Linked DNA regions of Mus musculus: region 1 is linked to region 2. A link is a contact called in public HiChIP or PLAC-seq data. All regions are on one chromosome and are shown on one strand. The core of a region is the stretch at or near the end of the contact, and the rest is flanking DNA. Distances in the headings are between cores, read along the strand shown.

Region 1 (4,787 bases), core at 947-3,446, 200 kb after region 2:
CTGCTTTATAACAGTGACTAAACAGTCACATCTCATTCTTCTGTTTCTAGTGGTTTTAATGAATGGATCCTGTGGTCTTCAGTGGCACCTTAAACAAATGTCTTAACTGAACACTCTACAGGCAGTAAATGTTCTATCAAAACAGAATTAAATACTCACTGTGCGAGGTTGCTCACACTTATAATCCTATCACTTGTGAGGCAAAGGCAGTAGGATTTCCACAAATTCAAGGCTGGCCAGGGTTACATAGTTCAAAACCAGCCAAGGTAACATAGTGAGTTCAAGGCCAGGATTACATAGTGAGTTCAAAGCCGGCCAGGGTAATAGTGAGTTCAAGGTTGGCCAGGGTAATATAGCCAGATTCTGTCTCTAAACAAGGACCCTAACGGTGCTGCAATCCCATTACTTGAGGAAAAGGAACTCAAAAAAGTTATTCTTGGCTACACAAGGAATTTGAGGCCAGAAGACACCTCATAAGACATTGTTGCCGAAGACGCACATCACACACACAGAGATAAAAAAAACATTTAAAAGGCATTAGTAAAATTGTAACAAACATAAAAAAGTTTAGGTATGCATGCTAGCTCTGAGAACTGAGCCCATGCTGTTGTCATGGAAAGCATCCATCCTAGCCCTGAGCTGCACATCTCTAGCTCCTATGTTACTAATTTTCAGAAGGTTTTGACATGTACATGTCTTTTTACCTTTATGTATTTATGTGCACCATGTGTGAGCGCGGTACCTGCGGAAGTCGGGGAGCTTCAGACTCCCCAGAGCTGGAATTGCAGGTGGCTGTTGGCATGCAGCTGCTGGCAACAGAATTCAGCTTCTCTTCAGAAATAGCATGTGCTCGACAGATGTGGTGGCACCCATCTTTAGTCCCAGCACCGGGGAGGCAGAGGCAGGCAGATCTCTGAGTTTGATTCTAGCCTAGTCTACAGAGGGAGTTCCAGGATGGCCAAGGGCTGTTACACAGAGAAACCCTTTGCCAAAACAAAAAGAAAAAGGAAAACAAAAAACAAAACAAATAGAAAACACTAGCTATGCTCTTACCTGTTGAGGTCTCTCTCCAGCATCCAGTTAGTCATATTTAATAGATGTATTGTAAAAGCAAAACAAGTATATAATTTGCAAATAGTCATGCATATATTGGTATAAATGATTAAAGGTTTTATTGCTTCAATGTGCAATTTTTTTTTTTTCTGAGACAGGGTTTCTCTGTGTAGCCCTGGCTGTCCTGGAACTCACTTTGTAGACCAGGCTGGCCTGGAATTCAGAAATCCGCCTGCCTCTGCCTCCCAAGTGCTGGGATTAAAGGCGTGCGCCACCATGCCCGGCTTCAATGTGGAATTTTAAAAGATTTGAGACCACTGTTAAAATGAACACTTGAAGCCTGACAACCATGCTTCCCTACAGGGAAGAAAGAAAGCCAATGAAAGGGAAGCCGATCAAGAATCTTGCCAAGGCCTGAATTCACGCAAGAAAACCAATGTCCAGGGCTGGTAAGACGGCCCAGTGCTCAGGAACACCCGCCGCTCTTGCAGAGGCCTCTAATTTGGTTCCTAGCACCCACACGGAGTCTCAAACTGCAACTCCAATTCTAAGTGATCTGACGCCACCTTCTGGCTTTTTTTGGCACTGCACACATGAAGGCAAAAAACACACACACTAAATAAATATTTTTAAAGACAGATACTTTAGATAGTTCAATCAGATGCTTTTTAATTGTGTGGTGGTGGGGTCATGTGTATACCATGGTGTGTGTGTGTGTGTGTGTGTGTGTGTGAGAGATAGAGAGAGAGAGAGAGAGAGAGAGAGAGAGAACAACTTTGAGGAGCTGTTTTTTCACTTCTACCTGGCCTAGGCAGTCTTGTTATTCTTGTCACTGCACTGCGTTGTCACCAGAGTGGCCAGTGCTTCTGTCTTCACATCTCATTGTAGAAGTACTGGGCTTACGGATGCCTACCACGGTATCCGGGGGTTTTTTTTTTGTTTTTTGTTTTTTTCAAAACACAGGTTCCAGGAATTCAAGTTAGGTCATCAGGCTGCCATGGAAAGTGTTTTTACCTACTGAGCTGTCTCCCCAGCTCCCAGTTAATGTTTAAAATAGGAAAATGGTTATAAACACAAGAGGAGGCTAGGAGAGTTGGGCGTGGTGCTGCACGCCCTTTGTTCCAGCACTCTGGAGGCGGAGGCAGGCAGGTCTCTGCACATTCAAGGTCAGCCTGGTGTACAAAGCGAGTTCCAGGACAGCCGGGCCTACACAGAGAAACCCTGTCTCAGAGAGAGAGAGAGAGAGAGAGAGAGAGAGAGAGAGAGAGAGAGAGAGAGAGAGAGAGAGAGAAGAGAGAGGAGGGAGAGGAGGGAGAGGGAGAGAGGGAAAAGGAGAGGGAGGGAGGGAGGGAAGGAGAGGGAGTAGGGTAAGAGAAACAAAACTGGAGGTGTGAGCCTTGTGGACCCCAGGAGGCAAGCTTGGTGGATCAGCAGCTTCATGCTAGTGCCCACCCACTGTTGGTGTAGAATTGCCGGAGGCAGAGCTGGACCTACCGGGACTCCTGAAACCCATTATACCCATTCCTGGTGCTGATGGGGTGGCCAGACTGGTCTCTACTGTCAGAACCAGGCAGACTACGTCTTCTTCTTCCTGCTTTTCTAATTTCTCACCAGAGTCTCCCCCTCTGGTGGATCCTAACTGGAAAGTAGCAGTTAAGGGATTGTGGGAAACGGGCTATAGGCTCCCTCCCTCAGCTACTGTGGAGGCCAGCTCCTTTGAACATAACTGCAGCCATTTTGTATTCAGTCTCCATTTTGCTCAGAAGATGAAATTCAGTTCAGGTTCTCAGGGAATTACGCACAGATGACACTGACAACTTCTCCTAAAAGGGCATAGCTCTGTGGTTGTAATTCTCAGGCTCAGTCACCCCAGTGCTCCGAGACTCCCCTGTTCACCACCCATCCACCACTCCTTTCCTCATGCAGGACCAATCAGCCTAAAAGCTAGTTGATAATTCTTTGTCTAGTCAGCCTTGCCTTCTGAACTTCTGAACTTGGCTTTTCCTATAAAAAAGCCTGCGATAAGAACAGACTGGTACCACAATTATGCTCCCAGGTTTTTGGGTTTTTTTTTTGGTGGCTGCGATCAATAAGTCTTGGGTTGTGCATTCAATAAACTATTCTTGCTTAACTGAGATCCATGTTTGTATGGTTTGTGGGGTGAATTCCTGAACCCCAACATCTACTACACAAAGCAACGAATGAAAGGGTCTGATGGAGTCTGTCAAATTCTAGAAAAAAACAGAACCGCGACAAGGCAAGGTTTTGGGTCACAATACATATTCTATTTTATGATTCACAGAGAGCTAAGAGTTAAGAAACAGTTAAGAAAGCCTGCTGCCTTTTAGTTCCCAGAACCCATATGACAGCTCCTAACCATCTATAACTCCAGTTTGAAGGGAGTTGTTACCCTCTTTTGGCCTCCACAGGCACTGCACACATTGTGCACAGATGTTATGTGGCGGTGAAACACACACATAAAATCTTTGTGGCTGTTGTTTTGAGACAGTGTATGTGTAGATCTGGCTATCCTGGAACTATCTTTGTAGACCATGCTAGCCTCAAACTCCCAGAGATCCGCCTGCCTCTGTCTCCTGAGCACTGGGATTAAAGGGGAGCGTCACTGCCACCTGGCTCAAAAAAAAAAAAAAAAAAATCTTTTGAAAATCAACAGAAAGCATTTTAAAACAATGAAATTTTAAATTTTAGTGGCTATGAAGTTCACATAGTTCAGTGAATGGGGCTGACAAACTATTCTATTTCTAAACTTGTGGCCAAAGATGACAGTTAATCTTCTGCAAGCCATCTAAGACGTTGAACAAAACAGCTGAGCGTGTTGGCTTACATCTGTAGTCCCAGCTCTGGGAAGGCTGAGTCAAGATGAGCATTGTGAGATTGTGAGTTCAAGGCCAGCCTGGGCACCAGCCACCCCATAATTCCCAGCCTGCTTGGTCAAACATGGGCTTAAGCTAATAGACAGTCTTTACTAGCCAGCTGGGAACTGCACTGGGTGTTGGAGATTCCACAGTAGCAGCAAGCCTTCAAGCACAAAAACCATACCCTGGGTTAACATACTTTAGTTACTTTAGTTAACAAGGATAGTTAGCTGTACTAACCAGAAGCAGAACTGTAGAAACCAAAAAGCAAGGTTTGTGCAGCTGGAGACTTTCCCACAAGGATGGGCTTTGACGGAATAGGTCTTTGTTTTGGCAGTTGGTGCTGTCTATGTGCTGAGTTTTACAGTCTGAACGGTACTTCCACCATGGAGTCAGTTGTGCTAAGGTCTGGGCTCTATCACATTCCTAACTCGTCTTAGTGAATGCGTCAGATCACGGACTCATCCAGTTCTATTGAGGTGTAGGTGGTCCCTCGGACTATTAATTTTACTGAGCTGATACATAATTGGTCATATAAGGTAAAATGCGCTGGCCTGCCATTAATCCAATCAGAATGAGAATTTAAGGTCCAGCCAGGATGATAGCAGAGCAGTTAGCCAGAGGGACCAAGAGGGCAGAGACTGGTATTATCTGGTTTATTTCTATGTTTTTTTTCCCCCCTCGGTCTCTTTTTTTTTAACCATGGCATTTTTTTGATCAAATTTTCTTGATCAATTAGCATAGGAACAAGAGGGTTTTTTGGTTTTGTTTTTCACAGGCCAAGCATAGTTTTCTTTATCTCATGAGAAGTCATTTCTGCAAGAGAATCTGTTGTTTTAATACCTCTAGGTCCCAATG
Region 2 (4,345 bases), core at 1,406-3,905:
TCTCAGGCCTGTCATCCTGGCACTTGACTGGCAGGGCCAAAAGGACAAATGGGTTCTAGATCATCTCTGGCTAAATCCCTGAGGTTTTGGCCAGCCTGAACTACATCAGAACCTGTATCAAAACAACCCCCCCCCCAAAAAAAATCCCAAAAAAAAAAACCAGTGTAAACTGCATAAAGGATGAGCATTTTGTCAAACTCAATTTCAGATGCCCACATTGGATTACACGTGACATGCTTTCAGCGCGGTTCCGGTAACCACTTTAGAAGATGCCCCCAAGCAGTGTGCAGGGGGTACTAGCTCTGCAGGTGGCTGTGATGGGAACGTCAGGATGCAGGAGAGTGAAATTAGACCCCACACAGAGAGTTCCAGGTAGAAAGGCGAGGGAGGCAACCTGATACCCCAGCTGCAGAGGTGATCTCGGAAGACCTTCCCTTCAATGTGGCATGTGTGGATGTGAGGCCCGTGGATGAAGGCTTGGACTTTGTCCTAGATGAGCAAGGACGCCCGTGTCTCATGTGTGCACTGGCCTTGTCCCTTCCCATTAGTGAGTCTGTGTTCTGAGAAATGACCCACTGATGGCGATTTCAAGCTGCAAGTGTATGAGGGTGGCCTGTCCAGAGGCTATGACCCTGCTCCAGCTAAGACAGGGCGGGGGCATGGGGAGGTGCACTCTGCACTGGTACCCTGTTTTAGCCATGGCCCTTCTTCGTGAGGCTGTGACATGTTACTGCTCCGTCCAGGTTCCGAGGGGCTGGCAGGCGGTCCTGGGCGACAGCTACAAGGATGACCGCAAAGATCCGGGACACGGTCAGGCCTGGTTTTAAACGTTTGCCACACGGCACCCCATAAAGCCCCCGGCACTTTCTGCTGCAGGAGCTGCCGATGCTGTATTTCAGGTGGGGGCACTAGGGCTGGGAGAGCCTAGATAGCTCCCTTATGGTGATGCATGGGATCGAGCAGCCTCAAGCTTTCTTCCGTACTCAACAAGATCGCCGGCAGGAGAAAGGCACAATAGACAGAGACTAAGCACAGCAGCGGCGGCTTCACTATGTCCACATGACCTTCGTTGGACCACAGCTATGTTACTGTTATCACCAAAGTTTTAGAGACAGGAACTCATGTATCCCAGGCTGGCCTCCAGCTTGCTGTGTAGCTGAAGATGACCTTGACCTCCTAACCCTCTTGCCTCTCCCTCCTGAGTGCTAGGATTAACAAGTATGGAACACTGTCCAGCCGGGCCACCCATTATTGTCCCATCTAATGGAAGGGAAGTTGGGCCTCAGAGACCAAGGGCCTGAAGGAGTTCAGTGTAAGGCAGTCAGGCAGTAATGCCATGCCCACATAGCTGGGGCGGGGCTGGGGGGCAGGCTGCAGGCCACCTGGCTCGCTCCCATCTTGCCCCCATCCTCCTCTGTGCCTGCTGTGACCCGAGCGTCTGGAATGATGGGCTTCACCTGGATCTTACGACCATCACTGCTTGTCACCTCCACCAAGTGCCACCCGTCAGCATCGCCACCACTGTCTCTTCCAGGGTTACCTGCCTTCCGTGTTCTCCCCACAGCCACAAGGACCCTGTGGAAATGTGCGACACTCCAGAACTCCTTGTGGTGTTGGCTCATGCAGACAGGCAGAGACCCCCATAGGTCCCACTCCATCTGCCACCTCCTGTGTCCTCAGTTTCTCCACTTGCCTGTCTTTTCTAGCAGTTACACAAGGCTATCCCTCAAATACCCGGGAATGTTTCTACCGCAGGGCCTTTGAACTGCCCCTCTGCCCACAGACCTCAGGCACTCCCTCAACCCCTAGCATTCTAGGAAAATAGTCTGGGTTTTTTCCCCCTTGCTGACAGATCTATCATGTGTGGTTCCAGTCTTCCGACACAGGCAGGGTGGGCCCCAGCAGACCCCCAGATTACCTTTGAGGGCTGTGCCCGAGATGGATCCCCAGACAGACTCGGAGACTGCTAGCGCAGCCCGGGAAGCAGAGCCACGTGCTTCCTCCCTGCTGGGAACGCCCAGCTGCGTCAGCTCCACGTGGAACAGAGTCTCAGATCCCCTTAGCTGACTGACAAATTGCTCTGGAAACTGAAAGATTTTGGCATGTGTACTGCTTAGGGGCCAGGTAGTTATGTGCCTGGGCTTGCTGGGCCTTTCAGGTGCCCACGACGGGTGCCAGCACCTGGCAGGGAGCTTGGCTGCTGGGCTCCCATGACGAATGTCTGGGGTGGGTGGGGTGGGCTAATATCTGTGAAGTAGCTGCAGTCACGGACCTGCACAAGCAGATACAGGCTCTGTGGGCTTTGAAGAAAAGAGCTGGGGCCAGGCAAGAGGATGGGGCCTTTCTGGGCATGGCCAGCTCATCTCTTCCTGGCAGTTTTCAAATTCTGCTCTCTGTCCTGCCTTCCCTAAACAGCCTGCTTCTTTCAGAGAAGACTACAGTGCCCCACCTTTCCTCTAAAATTAAAGACCGATCTCATTGTCTAGCCCAGGCCGGCCTCCCGCTCACATTCTTCTTGTCTCTGAGTGCTGTGATTACAGGCTGCCCCCAGAGTGATATTTTAGAAAAATGTTTGCCAGATTAGGGGCTCAGGCACCTTCGCTGGCTCTCACACCCTCCAGGACCAGATGCTAGCTCTAACCACAGCAGTGAGCCTGCTAGAGCAGCCCTCTTGCCACCCTGCTACTCACACCTCCTGCCACGCTTCCCTTGGGGATCCACCTCAGTCTCCCGGCCACCAGACATTCCCAGAGTACTGCGAGCAGGCCGGCGAGGTACAATAGTCTTAGCTGTCTGGCTGCCAATCAAGACACTGCCTGCCTATTTCCCTCCTGAGCCTTGATTGCCATCTGTGTCTCACTTGGTTGTTGTCTGTCTGTCCATCTGTTTCCTCTCTGCAGCAGAATGTCAGCCCCATGAAGGAGGACTGGACTCTGTTCCCTGGAGCACGGGGGTATCTAGAACAGCACTGCCGAGGAAAGCTGAGCTGGTCTGGTCTGGTCTGGTCTGGTCTGGTCTGGTCTGAGATCCCCTCCAGCCAGAGTGGCCAGTGCTCCTCACTTACAGCAACTAGCAAGAGCTCACCTCACCCCCTGGACATTTGCTCCAGGCCTGTGCCATCTCTGAGTGACTTAGCCTCACCCTTCCTGGGACTCCACCTCCTGTTTTACCCCATAGACCATTTTTTTCTTTTTTCTTTTTTTGGTTTTTTCGAGACAGGGTTTCTCTGTGTAGCCCTGGCTGTCCTGGAACTCACTCTGTAGACCAGGCTGGCCTCAAACTCAGAAATCCGCCTGCCTCTGCCTCCCAAGTGCTGGGATTAAAGGCGTGAGCCACCGCCGCCCAGCTGTGACCTGAGTTTGATTCCTGTAACCCACGTAAAGGTGTAAGAAAGCCTGACTTCATCACGCCACCCGCTGACGTTTTCACGCGTGGTACGCCATGTACGCTGACACACAATTGGAAGCTGCACACATCCTCCCATCTCCTCCCGCTGAGACCTTCCCTGGCTTTCTTTAGCCCTTGGGATCAAATTCACACTCAGTAATGGAGTGCCTGAGTGACCTCGCTGGCCCCTCGGGCCTGTGCTCAGTGACATGAAGCTCAACCCTCTTACCCGGGTCCCACCCTTTGTACCCTCATCTCCTACTTGTGAGAAACCTCTCTACAACCCCATCTTTCTCTTCTGCCCTTCAGATTTGAGGCAAGTCTCCTTCTGTAGCCTCAGCGGGCCCAGAAGTGACAATTCTGGATCAGCCTCCGAAGCGCTGGGGTTAGTAGCACCTGTGCCACCAGGTCTGGATTGTTTAGTTTGTTTTTAGGTCAACGTCCACAGCCAGAGCTGTGGGGCTTAGACTGTGCATGGCCCTGGCTTTGATTCCCAGCAACACCCCCTATACCCACCCTCACACACACAAAATACAACGTAATACACGTAATGAAACTGCAGACTGAAGACATTGGCCAGCCTCCTCTGAGGATGCCTGCTGCTGCGGCTCATCCATGACTTTGCTACCATCTGCCTGTTGTCTTCCTGGGGCCAGCCAACACTGGGCCTGGCACACATGCACCTGCTCATGAATAAATGGCAAGTGCTGGGCAGGTGCAGACAGGGCACAGGGTTCTCGTGAACAGGACTGTGCAGACAAGAGCCTCACCCGTGTCTGGGTGCTGGGTTCAAGTACCACGCTGTCTGACATTCTCAAGGACCATACCCACGACAGTAGCTGCTGAGGGCTTCAGTGCAGTGGGACAACACCACCAACTTGCTGCACTGACTGGAACACCACCTTCACTCACACATGCGTGTGGTTGCAGTGTGTAGGTCTGTGGTGTGTGTGTGTGG

What was found. HiChIP or PLAC-seq counts read pairs in DNA pulled down with a chosen protein or histone mark.
Region 1: a contact with region 2 is called in an H3K27ac HiChIP or PLAC-seq map of embryonic stem cells, with 2.9 times the contacts expected there. The contact joins two enhancer-like sites. A contact is called at or near these places in 1 of 484 Hi-C or Micro-C datasets (bone marrow-derived macrophages), 5 of 115 datasets of contacts at active chromatin or transcription factors (embryonic stem cells and large pre-B cells) and 3 of 9 other capture datasets (adipose tissue, embryonic stem cells and liver).

The regions. Positions count from the first base shown.
Region 1 is chr7:29,539,210-29,543,996 of GRCm38.p6, forward strand. No RefSeq gene overlaps it. Among named protein-coding and RNA genes, the nearest start is that of Gm38982, 14 kb to the right of the region's middle. Within about 2 kb of position 2,197, at least 4 of the 459 cell types and tissues checked have an H3K27ac peak or open chromatin away from gene starts, as enhancers often do. A contact at or near this core is called in embryonic stem cells, where this site is marked.
Region 2 is chr7:29,339,901-29,344,245 of GRCm38.p6, forward strand. The region is part of intron 16 of Sipa1l3 (signal-induced proliferation-associated 1 like 3); the gene reads right to left. Among named protein-coding and RNA genes, the nearest start is that of Dpf1, 34 kb to the left of the region's middle. Within about 2 kb of position 2,656, at least 65 of the 459 cell types and tissues checked have an H3K27ac peak or open chromatin away from gene starts, as enhancers often do. A contact at or near this core is called in embryonic stem cells, where this site is marked.